Linked DNA regions of Macaca mulatta: region 2 is linked to region 1. A link is a contact called in public Hi-C data. All regions are on one chromosome and are shown on one strand. Each heading gives the region's core, a stretch centred on a gene start, on an enhancer-like site or on the middle of the called end of the contact. The rest is flanking DNA. Distances are from core to core; before and after follow the strand shown.

What was found. Hi-C and Micro-C count contacts between places; a contact is called where the count stands out from the background.
Region 2: a Hi-C map of fetal cortical plate shows a contact between it and region 1, with 2.0 times the contacts expected there. The contact joins the enhancer-like site here to the promoter of CDK5R1 in region 1. A contact is called at or near these places in 2 of 14 Hi-C or Micro-C datasets (fetal cortex germinal zone and fetal cortical plate).

What each region holds. Positions count from the first base shown.
Region 1 is chr16:42,044,912-42,051,638 of T2T-MMU8v2.0, reverse strand. CDK5R1 (cyclin dependent kinase 5 regulatory subunit 1) reads right to left here and starts at 2,612. Exons shown (of 2, transcript NM_001257715.1): 1 at 2,535-2,612; 2 at 1-2,230. The coding sequence starts at 2,085. The coding sequence ends at 1,162.
Region 2 is chr16:42,190,443-42,197,273 of T2T-MMU8v2.0, reverse strand. The region is part of intron 21 of MYO1D (myosin ID); the gene reads left to right. The region is part of intron 2 of LOC144335435 (a long non-coding RNA gene); the gene reads right to left. Among named protein-coding and RNA genes, the nearest start is that of CDK5R1, 140 kb to the right of the region's middle. Within about 2 kb of position 1,308, at least 23 of the 40 cell types and tissues checked have an H3K27ac peak or open chromatin away from gene starts, as enhancers often do. A contact at or near this core is called in fetal cortex germinal zone and fetal cortical plate, where this site is marked.

The DNA of each region.
Region 1 (6,727 bases), core at 1,363-3,862:
AACCAGCAGCGGCAAATGATCAGTTGTAGAAATCAGCAGGCTTCCAGAGCAATCAGGAGTCTCACTCCCGTCTTGTAATTGTCTCCAAGATCCAGCTGTCTCACTGGTCCCTGTAGGGCAAGTCTTCCTCTTTAGAAGAAACTCAACTGTTTGGAAACAGCTTTAAATTAACAGGGGTGGGGGTGGGGCCACCACATCGCCTTCCCCCCAGCTCTGCAGGACAAATGTCATGTGCACCAGCAAGAGGCCTTAGCCCTTAGGTGGGCACCGGCTTGGTCTCAAGGTATGGCATCCCTCACCTTGCCCAGAAGGCAGGCGTTGCTAATGGGCACCTGCAGCTGTCCTGGCATTTGCCACAGGGCGACTGCACTGCATTATTCAAAAGAAAAATTCACCCAGGAAAGTCGTCTCCAGCTTCACCCCACCTCTTTAGCTGGGACCCAAAATGAGAAAAAGTAACGAGTCAAAGCAGCTCATCGGCCAATACCAGCAATGCGGCTGTGAGCAGCAGACAAGGGGGCAACGGGCGAGTTCCATTTCTCCACTAAAGGAAAGCCCTTCTCCCTAAAAAAGAAAACAGCAAATCAGGGCGGTGTGTGGTCAAACGACCAGACACAGTCTTTCCACTAGACCTGCTCAGCTTCGCCTCGCCTAGATTGAAGATGTCCCAGCGCAGCGGGGATCCTGCCTCATGACCCCACTGGCAGCTCAGTTAGGGTGGATGGCTCCAGGAGCCTCTGGGAGAGCGAGTAACTCCACACAGGAGCCAGAAAAGGGCCTCCAACCAGAAACCCCAATTCCTCCCTGGGTCAGGCAGCCAGAGTCCCCTCTCTAGCGCCATACAGGGTGCAGCCGGCAGCCTCGCCTACCCTGGACCCAGCAAGGGCACAGGCGGCAGGGGCAGGTCAGTTCTTTGAGTTCCCCAAAGTGGGAGGTCAGTGGCCTGGGTGGCTCCGAATACATCTTCTGGGTTTTGCGCAAGGCTCGTGAGTTCAAAAGTGCCCAGAGTTCTTGGCAGGGCTGAAAAAACCCCAGGGAGAGACTGTGGGAAAGGTGAGGCCCTTGGTGGCTTTGCTAGACACATACTGTACACAAAACTGATTTAATAATAAATTTTTAAAAATGCATTGAATCCTTGAGCCATGGCGCAGGCTACAGTGCTCACCGATCCAGGCCTAGGAGGAGCCGTTTCTTGTCCTCCTGGCTGCTCTCGTTCTTCAGGTCGGAGAAGACCTGTGTGAAGTAGTGTGGGTCGGCATTTATCTGCAGCATCTTTGAGCTCATGAGGTTGATGACAGAGAGGCAACGGTCCCAAAAGGCCTCCTTGCAGCTCTCCACCAGGAAGGGCTTGAGCGGGTAGGAGATCTCGTTGCCCATGTAGGAGTAGGAGAGGTACAGGCACGTCAGCAGGACGGCCTGGAGCTCGTGATCCGAGCCCACCTCGGAGGAGATAACATCCCTGCAGAGCATGTAGAGGAAGACCACGTTGGCCGGCGTGATGAAGCCCTGGTCCTGCCAGCCCTGCAGAAGCAGCGAGCGGTCCACGCTGCGCAGCCAGAGCACGGGGTCCGTGGGGGACAGGTGCTTCAGGCGGTAGCACCGGCGGCAGAGAAACTCACCCAGGCAGCGCAGCAGCTCGCTGGTGGACGCCTGGACGATGACCCGTTTGGGCGTCCCTGCGGAGGTGACGGCAGGGTGAGGGGCTTTCTTGACCGAGGAGGAGCCCCCGGTCTGGGAGCCCGAGAGCTGGCTGGCCGGGGGTGCGGGCGGCTGGGCCGGTGGGGGCTGGGCGAATGTGGACAGGTTGGCGCACGACAGCGACTTCTTCAGGTTCTCATTGTTGAGGTGCGTGATGTTGTTCTGGTAGCTGCTGTTGGGCTGCACCTTCTTGGAGTTCTTCTTCTTGGCCGACACGGCCACGATTCTCTTCCAAGGCAGCACGGAGATGATGGAGTGGCGCTTCAGGTTCTTGTCCTTGGCGTTCTTGCTGTTCTGTACGGCCGTATAGTGGCCCACGGTGGCCGCGCCATCCTCAAACAGCGTGGCCTTCCGGTAGCTGGGGGACAGGGACAGCACCGTGCCCATGGTGCCGCTGCGCGCCGGGCGGGGGCTCGCGCCCCTGCGCGCCCAGCCTGCCGGCCGGAGGGATAAAACCACTCACGGAGCCTGCGGTGGCCCCGGGGAGGAGGCGGGGGCGCTCCCGGGAAGCGTGCTGCCCCCTTGGATCTGCCTGGAAAACAAGATGGTTCTTAGCGCCAAGCTGGGCTCCGCGCCGCGCCCCTCCGCCCCGCGCCTCCGCGGACCCCGCGGCCCCAGTCCCGGGCCCTACCCGCGGCCCCGCGCCCCCGCGCCGCAGCCTCGCCGCCTCCACTGCAGCACCCCCGCCCGCCGCCGCCGCTGCGGTCCCCAAGCGCAGCTGGGAGGGGCCCGGGCGCCGACGGAGGCGGACGAAGACCCCCGCCTGGACACCCCGCACGGGCGCGACCCGGGCCCGGCTCCTCTGGGCCAAGGACGGCCGCCCAGCGCAGGCTTACCCGGCAGGCGGCAGCTCCTGCGCTCCGCGCCCTCCGCAATGCGCGCCGCGGCTCTGCCGCCGCGGTCCCGGCGCTCGGGAGCGCTCGGCGGGGATCGGCTGTGCCCGCGCTCGGCGGCGGCGACGGCGGCGGCGGCGGCGGCTGCGGCTCGGCAGCTTCTGTCCAAGGTTCTGCAGGCGCCGCGGCCCCGCCCCCCGGCTCGGCCGCCCGCACCTTCGCCGCCGCCGCTGCCGCCGCCGCCGCGCTCCCGCTCCCGCTCCCGGCGCGCGCCTCAGCGCCCTCCCTCGCGGGGCGCGCGCGCAGTCCACGCGCCGGCCTGGTCTCGCCGGGGAGTTGCGGCCGTTGATGTCCTCAGCTCGAGCCGCGCACGGTGCAGGTAGGACGCGGCGACGAGCGGGAGGCACCTCTACGCACCGGGCCCCATCTAGGAGCCGGACTCGGCGGCGGCGGCGGGACACGCGGCGCCGGCCCGCCCCGCCCCTCGGGACCGCCCCTCCCGCACAGCTCGCCGCCGGCTCCGCGCCGCCGCCCAACAGCAGCCCGGCCGCCTGAGAGTCCCGGGCGCCCGCGCAGCCCAACTCTGCTGACGCTCGGCGGGCGCCGAGCAGGGCGGGGCTGAGGGCCGACCCCGCCCGCGCCCCGCCCAGACACGTGCTGTCTTTGTTCCCGCCGCGGCGCCCGCAGCTGCCGGCCGCGGGGGCGCTCTCGGCCGAGTCCTGCCCTGGCAGCGCGCGGCCCGCCCTCTCGGAGGCTGCCGCCCGGGCCCTGGTGAGGAGCCCTCCGCCGAGGCCAGGGCCGGTAGCTCCCTCCTTCCACCTGACATCCCCGTCCCTGTGGAAAGCAGCCAGGGAGCGCGGGAAAGAAGGCCCTGGGCGGGGAGAGGCGAAGCCTTTACTGAGACCTCCCAAGTGCCAGGCGCACCTCGAGTGGACAGTCCCATCGTTTCTGGCCACCCTTCTGGGGCCTCCGTTCCCTCATCCCGGGGTAGATGCCCGTGGCCCGAGTGGGCCTCAGAAATCCAAGCCAGAGAAGCGTGGCCCGTAGCAGTTCCGGGCCACCAAGAGCCAAGCCTGAGCCCGTCACAAATATGACCTCGAAGTTCCCACTCGCCCTCTTTGTTGTATTAAAGCTGAAGCAACTGCCCCTCTGGCCAGCTTTCTGACCCTCTTAAACGTTTTCAGTTCTAAGTATGTATAATTTAAGAACTTGATGCTAGCGAAATTGAGTAAAATTCTGGTTCTCAAAGAGCTGTTCCTGTCGGATGTGAATCCAGATCCTTCACAAAGGCCGTTGTTCATTTACTATTTTACCTTGTTTCTGGAGATTGAGTCAAAACTGACCACAAACCTGGGAAACAGGAGACTTAAGCCCTGTCTTAATCCAGATCATCTCTGGACCTAGAGATGATGTAGTGGCACTCCAGAGGAGAGGATGACACCCAATTACCTGACCACTCTGGCCCACTAGGCTTTCACCCTGCACCAGCCCTGTCAACTGCCCTAGGGGGAACAGAATGGGAATCTGACATCATTCAAAATGCTGCAATCACGGCAGAAAGTGCTGGATTTTGTTTATGTGCCACTCAGAAATTTCTGTCAATGGGAATTCCAGGCTTTAGGAACCTTAGGGGGCAGGCATACAGTGGAAAGTCCATTGCTCTGTACCCAGAGGACAACTTTGTCCACAGCCCTTCAGAACATCCACAGCAGCTGTTAGGGGAACTCAGAAGAGGAAGGCAGGCTCCCAGCTCAGTGTGCCCCTCCCTGTGAATGTTCCTTGGTGTACAAGCCTACCTGCTCTTCACATGGAGCTGTCCTCAACCCTCCTGCATCTAACAGTAAGAAGCCAGAAGAGGCCGGACATGGTGGCTCATGCCTGTAATTCCCAGCACTTTGGGAGGCTGAGGCGGGCGGATCACCTGAGGTCAAGAGTTCAAGACCAGCCTGGCCAACATGGTGAAACCCCATCTGTACTAAAAATACAAAAAAAAATTAGCCGGGCGTGGTGACGCATGCCGGTAATCCCAGCTACTCAGGAGGCTGAGGCAGGAGAATCGCTTGAACCTGGGAGACGGAGGTTGCAGTGAGCCAAGATCGCACCATTGCACTCCAGCCTGGGAAACAAGAGCAAATCTCAAAAAAAAAAAAAAAAAAAAAAGGAGCCAGAAGAAACAATCTCCTTTGAGACCCTGACCAAGTGTCCCTCTTCCTTCTCAAAGGAAAGCCGAACCCCAGCCTCTTTTCCTCAGCCCCTACTTGGAGCCTCTAGCTTCTGAGTTGGCTCTGTGCCCCCCTTCAGATTCTAGTGTTGAGCCAAGGTTAAATGTTTTCCACTTCCCAAAACATGTCCAAATTTTGAAGCCTATAATCCACCCCGGCGGGGCGTGGTGCCACACCGTGTCCAGCAGTTTCGGAGGCCAAGGCAGGTGGATCACCTGAGGTCAGGAGTTTGAGACCAGCCTGGCCAACATGGTGAACAACCCGTCTCTACTAAAAAAAAAAATTAGCTGGCCGTGGTGGCAGGCACCTGTAGTCCCAGCTACTCAGGAGGCTAAGGCAGGAGAATCGCTTGAACCTGGGAGGCAGTGGTTGCAGTGAGCCGGTATCACACCACTACCTTCCAGCCTGGGTGACAGAGTGAGACTTCAGCTAAAAAAAAGAAAAATCCACCCCCTAGAAAAACCTGGGCCTACTCTGTTGTTACCTTTAACTCTCAATCTCAATGCTAGCTATTCCAATTAATTCACAGGGAAGCGGACCAAGCTCACCCCACTACCCTGCTTCCCACACCAGAGCGGCACGCCTCTGCATGGCCCTTTTCAAGCCAGGCCGCACCCTGTGTCCTCTCACCTTTGTCCAGCCAGCCTTTCCCTAGCACCTTCAAAAAGAGCTCTCGGCAGAACACCAGCCTCCTCACACTTGTCCAAGCAAAGTCACAGTTGCAGCACAGCAGGAATGGAATGGCACTGACAGCCCACTTACTGCTGCGACTGAGGGAAGGGGTCTCCAGGAGCTCCTACCTACCCAGGCCATGCCTGTTATGCTCGTTTTCAGACACCACACAGCTCCTCTTTTCACTCAACCCACCACCACCTCCCCACCCCCAATTCCTATCACTGCTCCAACTGGAAGCAAGGAAGAAAGGGCAGTCAACTGCCAGAAACGGCAGAATCAAGGACCCAGAAGGCAAACCCAGTTGAATGAGGCAGGGCTGTTTTCTTCCTAGCTGCCTTCATCATAGAACTGCAGGGAAGATTTCCAAATCCCACCCCCATCAATCAGCCTACTTAGCCTATAGCCTATCTCTAGCTGCCTGAAGGGCCAGCCTGCTTGTTAGCTTCCCTGCTGGGCTGGGCTGCCCATGCACTGCTGGAGAGTCCACTTTTCCTGCATGCCCCACTTCCCATAGCATCCTGAGGAAGGGAGGCCAAGGCAGGGGCCAGCTACAGCTTCCAGGAAGGGTTCCAAATAGAGCAGGCCTGAGCCCTTACTCCTGAGGAAGTCAGCTTTGTTCTTTCAGGGATCACAGAGCAGCATCTAGTGGCCCTTCTGGGCAGCACAGATTACATAACTAGCACACAGCAGGGGACCAGAGCCTCTGCTCCCAACTCCAGTAGAGCCTTATTAACACACAAAGTCCTGGCACCATGAAAGCTGGAGCCTAGAAGGGAGGTGAGGGAACCGGGCCCAGGCCAACCCACCAGCCAGCTGACCTTCCCAGCTGTGCCTGGACTCAGGTCATGAGAGGCCTGGGAGAGGAGGCAGTGGCACAACTGCTGGTCCTGGAGGTCTAGAGCTGCGCTGTCCAAGAAAAGAATAATGTGAGCCACAGATAGAAGCCACATAGGTAACTTTATATTTTCTAGCAGCCACATTACACAAGTAAAAGGGAAACAGGTGAATTTTAATAATATATTTTATTTAACCCAATACCCAAAATATTTCAACACATATATAAAAAAGTTATTGACATATTTTACACTCCTTATCATACTAAGCCTTTGAAGTCTGGTTTGTGTTTACACTTGCAGTGTATCACAGCTCGAACCAGCCACATTGCAAGGGCCTCACAGCTGCACGTGGCTAGCGGCTACATATTGGACAGCACGGGTCTAGAGGGCATCATCTGACCAAGACCCGCAAAGGGAACCAAGAAAAGGGCTGCCGCCTGAGCTCCTCAGGACTGCCCTAAGT
Region 2 (6,831 bases), core at 59-2,558, 150 kb before region 1:
ACATAACTCAGTACACACTGGATTATCAGTGAATCTTTATGAGAACCATCTCTCCACTCTTTGTCATTAGTTGGTTTGTTTTCAGGAAACAAAGCTTGATCTTTATGTAAGCCTAAGCAAACATAATTAAAAGATGAATTTGGCACTTTTTTCCCCTCTTCCATTAGCAAGAATTATTCAGTCAATTTACCATTTAATGATGGTTCTAGTCACTCACACAGGAAAGATCAAAACAGGAAATCGTGATAGGTTTTTGAGTCTCTTTTCAGCAAACACTGTTCTCACAAATGGCATGGTCATATAATTATAAACAACATGAAACATTAAGTTACAGGTGACCCCTTTCTATGTATAAATATTGCACACTAAGGTTAAGGTTTCAGCCAACTGGAATCTGCGTTATTGTCAAATTAGCGTCATCCCCTTTGAGTCACTATGCTATATTTGTATGTAATATTGAATTAAAGCATTAGTTCTAAAATTGTTAAGAAAGGTTAAAATTTTTACAGGGACAGTAGCGTTAGAATTTGAATGTTTTTTGAAGCTGGGGAACTTGTGGTTGCTGAGGCTTGATATGGAAAACAGAAGCAAGAAATAGCCTATATAATTAGCAATGTTGTGTCCAAAGCTTTGATCACAATCTCTTTGAAAATCATGCTAGAGATCAGTATAAATTGGTGGGAAAGATTGCTCCCCATGGCTGAAGCATGTTGCTTGAATAAATGCACTTCGGCCACTAGAGTTCATGTGGACATTAGTCCTCCCAAACCAGCATCCATGGAACCGGTTGCCAAGATTGAGTTTAATTTGCGTAAACAAAAAATCTGTTCGCCAGTTTTCAGTGAGATCACATAAACCAAAACATAATAGCCTTACCTCAGCTAGAATTCTTCTTACCCTTCTTTTGTTGTTGAGTCGTGTTAGTTTTACCTGAGTGTTTGGTCTGAAGAATGTTTGAATCTGTCTATTAATGTTGTTTTGATATAGTCCCTTTTTATCAGTATGGGCTTGATGGCTAAGGAAGCAGCCAATTAATTACACAAATACCTCCTTTAGTTCTGTGGAGAATATGAAGCAAGCAGGGGAGAGAAAAGAGACAATTATCTGAACTGATGTGACTGTTTTGTAAAGGTAAATGGACTGTAATTATGCCAGACTTCATGCTTTATTGCTCTATTTGACGTGACTTGCTGGAAAGATATCATTTCGTTTGGAAGATGGATTGTCCTTGTAATGTGTACAGGGTGAACCCTGCTGAAATCCATCCGCCCGCCGGTCTGCGCCCCATCACCATTTCTAAAGCACCCTACCCTCGTGGCAGTGTCCCAAAGGAAGGGGTTTCCATGGTAACCTCAATGGAGGCAGTCAGCTGACGTCTGGCACCGCCTGTGCTGGTGTGCGCTAGCCTGTTCACTCCCTCGGCCCTCCCTCAATCCTTTAAACTATATTTATTAGTTGTCTTTAATGGAAAGCATATAATCCCTTAATGTCAGACCCTGAGTGGCACTCAGCTTTATTAATTTATTTAGGTAATAAATTTACCTTCCTAATTAATTCTCAGCAGTCCTGGGAGCTGTATTATTTTTAACATCTTGCGCAATGTTTATAGTTCCGCGTGTTATAACAAAGAGAGTCACTTAGCAAAATTAGATATTTGGAAACCTCTCTTCTTAGAAAGAAAGTAATGTCTATATTATAGAGAAATTTAGAAAAATACAGATGTCAAAGTTTCAGTTTAATTTTTCAAGAAATTTTTTTCTTATTCCGGTGGCGTTGGCAATGAAACAATCTTTCCCCTGCCTCTTATCATTTCTTTTTAGCACTCAATGACTTTATTATTGGATTTGAGTGAGCCACGTGGTTTTAAAATACTTCTAAGAAATGTGACGACTAAGCCACATCCTCTCTCTTTTTTTTGTTAATAAGAGAGAAAGAAGTCAGAATTTCAGAGCTCCCCTATTGATGGTTTTCCTGACATGTGTTCAGAAGCAAACGCCTTTTGTTACGCTGGTTAGAGACAGCTGCTTATGACAAACACTACTAAGCAAACTGTTTTTTTTAATGTGTTTTTCCTTACATGTGCAAAAATCTGACTAATAAGCAAACCGATTTATAATATCAAAAGTCACTGCTTTTGGGCACAAAGTAGAGTCCATTTTCATCAGTACTGTACTGGGAAATTCAATTTCATATGTAAAAGATGTCTCAAAGCAATGTCTGAAAGCACCAAGCACTAGGACCAATTTATGACTCCTTTAAAAAGCTATCTTGTTAAAGAAACACAATGCCTTTTAAGAACTAAAATGTAAGCAAATTAGTACGGTACCACCTTAATTTATCCAGAGGTCAGATTGCTAGAAGCAAGATGGCTTTAAAACAAAGCCATACACGGAGATGTACATATTTTTTAAATCTCTACATTTGCAGAAATAGATGTTGCTAAGCTGAGGCAATAATAGGCTTTCTTTAGACAGCTGTCTTTATCAGAGCTCTCTTTTATTCAGTAAACATTTTGGAGCACCTCCCATGTGCTGTGCATTTGGCAGGCACTGGCAGTGCAAGCATACATCACATAGCCTCTGCCTACAAGCCTTGTGGACCCGTGGGAGAGGCAGGGAAGCCACCAGCCCGTCAGCACAGTGCCTAGATTGCTCACTGTGGCAGCCCCGTAGATGCACAGCACAGTAATACCTTGCTGTCAAGAGAAAACCGGTGCTCTGAAAGGTGAAGCAATCTGCCCAGGTCACAGAGCTCACCAGGAGTGGAGCTGGGCTTCACCCTTCGTGTTTGTGACCTAGCCCTTAATCCCAAGTGTGTTTGACCTAGGCCAGTTCCAGCAGCCATCTGCTACCTGCCCCTCCCTTTGACAGATGACACATGAAACTAAAATCCTATTTGGGGCCCAGAGCAGTGGCTCACACCTGTAACCCTAGCACTTTGGGAAGCTGAGGCAGGCAGATCACCTGAACTCAGAGAGTTCAAGACCAGCCTGGGCAACATAGTGAAACCCCATCTCTACAAAAAATACAAAAATTAGCCAGTAGTCCCAGCTACTCAGGAGGCTGAGGAAGGACAATTGCTTGAGCCCAGGAGGAGGAGGTTGCAGGGAGCCAATATCACACCATTGCACTCCAGCCTGGGTGATAGAGCAAGACCCTATTAAAAAAAAAAAAAAGTCCTGTTTTAAGAGGAAAGAAATAACAGAACTAACATTCATCGCATGTGTCATGCCAGGTGTTTCTTAAATGATTTACCCAGACTATATCTCAATGATTGTAAGAATCCTGGGCAGGAAGTCTTATTTTATAGATGAAGAAATAAATTCTCAGAGAAGTTGACCACTAGTGCAATGTTTCAGTGCAAGTTCTTCTAATCTCAAAGCCAGAGGTAGCCACAAAATTAGGTATCTTTCTACCTAACTTAATTGCCAAAGTTGCTCTCTTTCTCTCTCTCATTTTCTTTATTTATCTATGTAAGTCTTTCTTACATTAATAATAGTTTTCTAAAATAGTTCGCCTTAACCTTTTGAGGATTAGTGACTTGTAGGCCCACAGGAAACTGAATAATCAAGATGAGAATGTGTGTATTGGCCCTGGTCTGCATATCAAGAGCTCCAAAGGTATGTCATTAGGATACAAAAAAAGGTGGCTCACGCCTGTAATCCCAACATTTTGGGAGGCTGAGGCAGGCAGATCACTTGAGTCCAGGAGTTCAAGACCAGCCTGGCTAACATGGTGAAACCCCATCTCTACTAAAAATACAAAAATTAGCTGGATGTAGTGGCACGTGCCTGTAATCCCAGCTACTCAGGAGGCTGAGGCAAGAGAATCGCTTGAACCCGGGAGGTGGAGGTTGCAGTGAGCCAAGATGACAACATTGCACTCCAGCCTGGGCAACAAGAGCAAGACTCTGTCTCAAAGAAAAAGAAAAAAGAAAAAAAAAAAAAAAAATATATATATATATATATATGTATATACACACATATGTGTATATATAAAAGCAAAACAAGAAAAAGAAAATGTCTTCATTTCTTTTAAGGGGGAAAAAAACAGCACCTTTGAAGAGAGCTGTCACGTTATACTTTTATTTGTACTGTTTGTTTCTCTCAGTTGCAATCCTGCCTCCTCAAAGAAGAAAAGGTACTACAGTCTCAAGAAGGCCAGAAAAAATATAGTGGTTTTACTGCTAACCTGCTATTTAGAAGATCTGATTTTTATTTTATTTAGTTTTCACTTTTAAAGCCAAATAAAAAGTGTTAGTATGTTGATAGTCTAACTCAGGGGTTCTCAACTGTAGCTGCACATTAGAATGACCTGGAGAGTTCTTAAAATTTCTGATACCCAGGCCATACTCCAGATCAGTGAAATCAAATCTCTGCTGGTAGACCTAGGCATCAGCATGTGTTAAAGCTCTCCAGGCCAGCCAGGCGCAATGGTTAACACCTATAATCCCAGCACTGTGGGAAGCCAAAGTGGGAGGACCACTTGAGCCCAGGAGTTCAATACCAGCCTGGGCAACATAGCAAGACCTTGTCTCTACAAAAATAAAAAAAATAAAAAATAAAATAAAGCTCCCTAGGTGACTGCACTATGCAGCCAGAGATGAGAACCACTTACCTAACTATTCTGTTCCCCAAATTTTTTCACTTTTGTTGTTTTGGCTACTTCTTGGAAACATCTGTTAAAAGTTGGACTTGCCCCCAAATTCAATTCTGCCATTAGAGTTTTGTTTTTTTTTTATCACTTATGTATATGTGTGTGAGAGAGAGACGGAGAGACACAGAGTGCTAAGGTCTGAATGTGTTCCCCAAAAATTCCTATGTCAAAATCCTAACCCCCAATGTGATGGAATTCGGAGATGAGACCTTTGGGAGGTTTCTACCCTCATCACAGGATTATTGACCTTATACAAGAGGCCCCAGAGAGACCCTCGCCCTCTTGCCATGTGAGGAGACTACGAGAAGTTGGCAGTCTGCAACCTAGACGAGGGCCACCAGCACCCTCATCTCGGACTTCTAGCTTCCAGAACTGTGAGGAGTCAATCTCTGTGGTTTATAAGCCACCAGTTTATGGTATTTTGTCATAGCCACCTAAATGGACTAAGACAGAGTTGGAGAGAGAGTGTGTTTTCTAGAAAGCCTCATGATCCCGTATCTGTATCAAAAATTAAATTGTCTTTAAGTCACTGACCATGGTTTAATGTTTGAGGACAGTCTCATCAAAAGATTTTCCTTAAACAAGAGGAGCATAAGATAAAGAAATCATCTTATATTTGATGATTTTCATTCCTCATAGTGGACATCTGCATATATTGTCTCATTTGGCAACAACCCCCCACCCCCGCCACCACCACACACACACCACTGGGAGGTGACCTCTACTGGTCCTGGACTGTAGCCATTAAATAAATGAGTTTGTTTCTTTGTTATTGGCTAAGGTCCAGAACAAACTTTCTTTACACAGAATTGTTATGATGAAGTTTTGCACTACAGGAGGAATCTGAATTTTTTAAATATAATAAACATTACAAGGGTTTCATTTTATTGTAATCATATCTAAGCATAGACCTCTTTACAGTGTGCCATGGTTAGAGGTATATCTACTGGGAGCAAGTAAAATTGACAGGCTTAGGGTCCTCTCTCCTGAGTTAGCTGAACTACTACTTTGGCTGCTATTGAGGGAGCAGCCATTCTGCTTCTTGGGAGCCACCTCTGATATCCGCCCTTACCATCCCCTCTAATAGCCTTTCACAAAGCTTGTTGAGTTGTAAAAATACCTTACATTGCATTTAAAGATCATTACACTATAAATGGTAAAGGACAAAAGAAAAATCACACCCCAGTGGGGTCTGGCAACACAGGTGTTAGGATATTTGGAAGCAGATGGGTGGTTGTTGAATTCATGCCCCATTTTAACAGTAGCACCCATCTCAGTTGAAGGTTGAGGCCCAAAATGAAGTGTATGAAATAATGCGAGGAAAGTCCTCAGCATCGTTCTTATCACATAGTCAAATGCTCCATAATTAGAAACTGCTCTTTGCCCCCTTGCAAACTGACAATCCCGTGCCTGTAGAAATCAGAGTCGGATTAAGTCAGCTTTCAGTGCCCTCACTGTCTAATCTTTGCTCTCAGTTTTCATTCCCCTGGAGTGTTCTTCCAGATAACTGAATGGCTTCCTCACTTCATTCAGGCCTCTGCCCAAATATAACTTTAAAAGACTTGTTCAGAATGATACCCTCAACTCCATCTTATCCCTCTGTATGCCTTTACATACTTTATTCTTCTTCATAGGCCACATCACCACCTGTCACATTATTAGAGTTCTTTACAGTCTGGCTCCCCCACACCCCCATTAAAACATAGACTCCATGGGAGAATGGTTGGGGGCTCTCTTGTTCCCAGAACACTGCCTGCCATACAGTAGGTGTTCAATAAATGAGTGTTGATGGTTGAGCTGGAGAGGTCAAGACTGGTGACAGGAAAAGTAGTTAAGATGCTGCTTCAGAAATTACAAGGACCTGAACTCAAGCAAGGACCATAAAGAGGGGGAGATGGGTTCAAGACCTGTTTATGTGCTAGAACAACAGGCCTTGGTGCTGGTGACTCACCAAGATAGGAAATACAGGAAAAGAAGCAGGGATGTGGTAGCAGAGTGTGCGAAAGTTCAGTCTCAAATGGGCTTCATTTGAGGCAAGGCCCAACACACAGTCAAAGAGCAACCTAGGATGGAGACTGTCTTAGCATGCGGTGCTGTAACAAGAAACCACAGACCACGTGGCTTCAACAACAGGAATTTATTTTCCCAGTCTGGCTGGAAGTCCAAGATCAGGGTG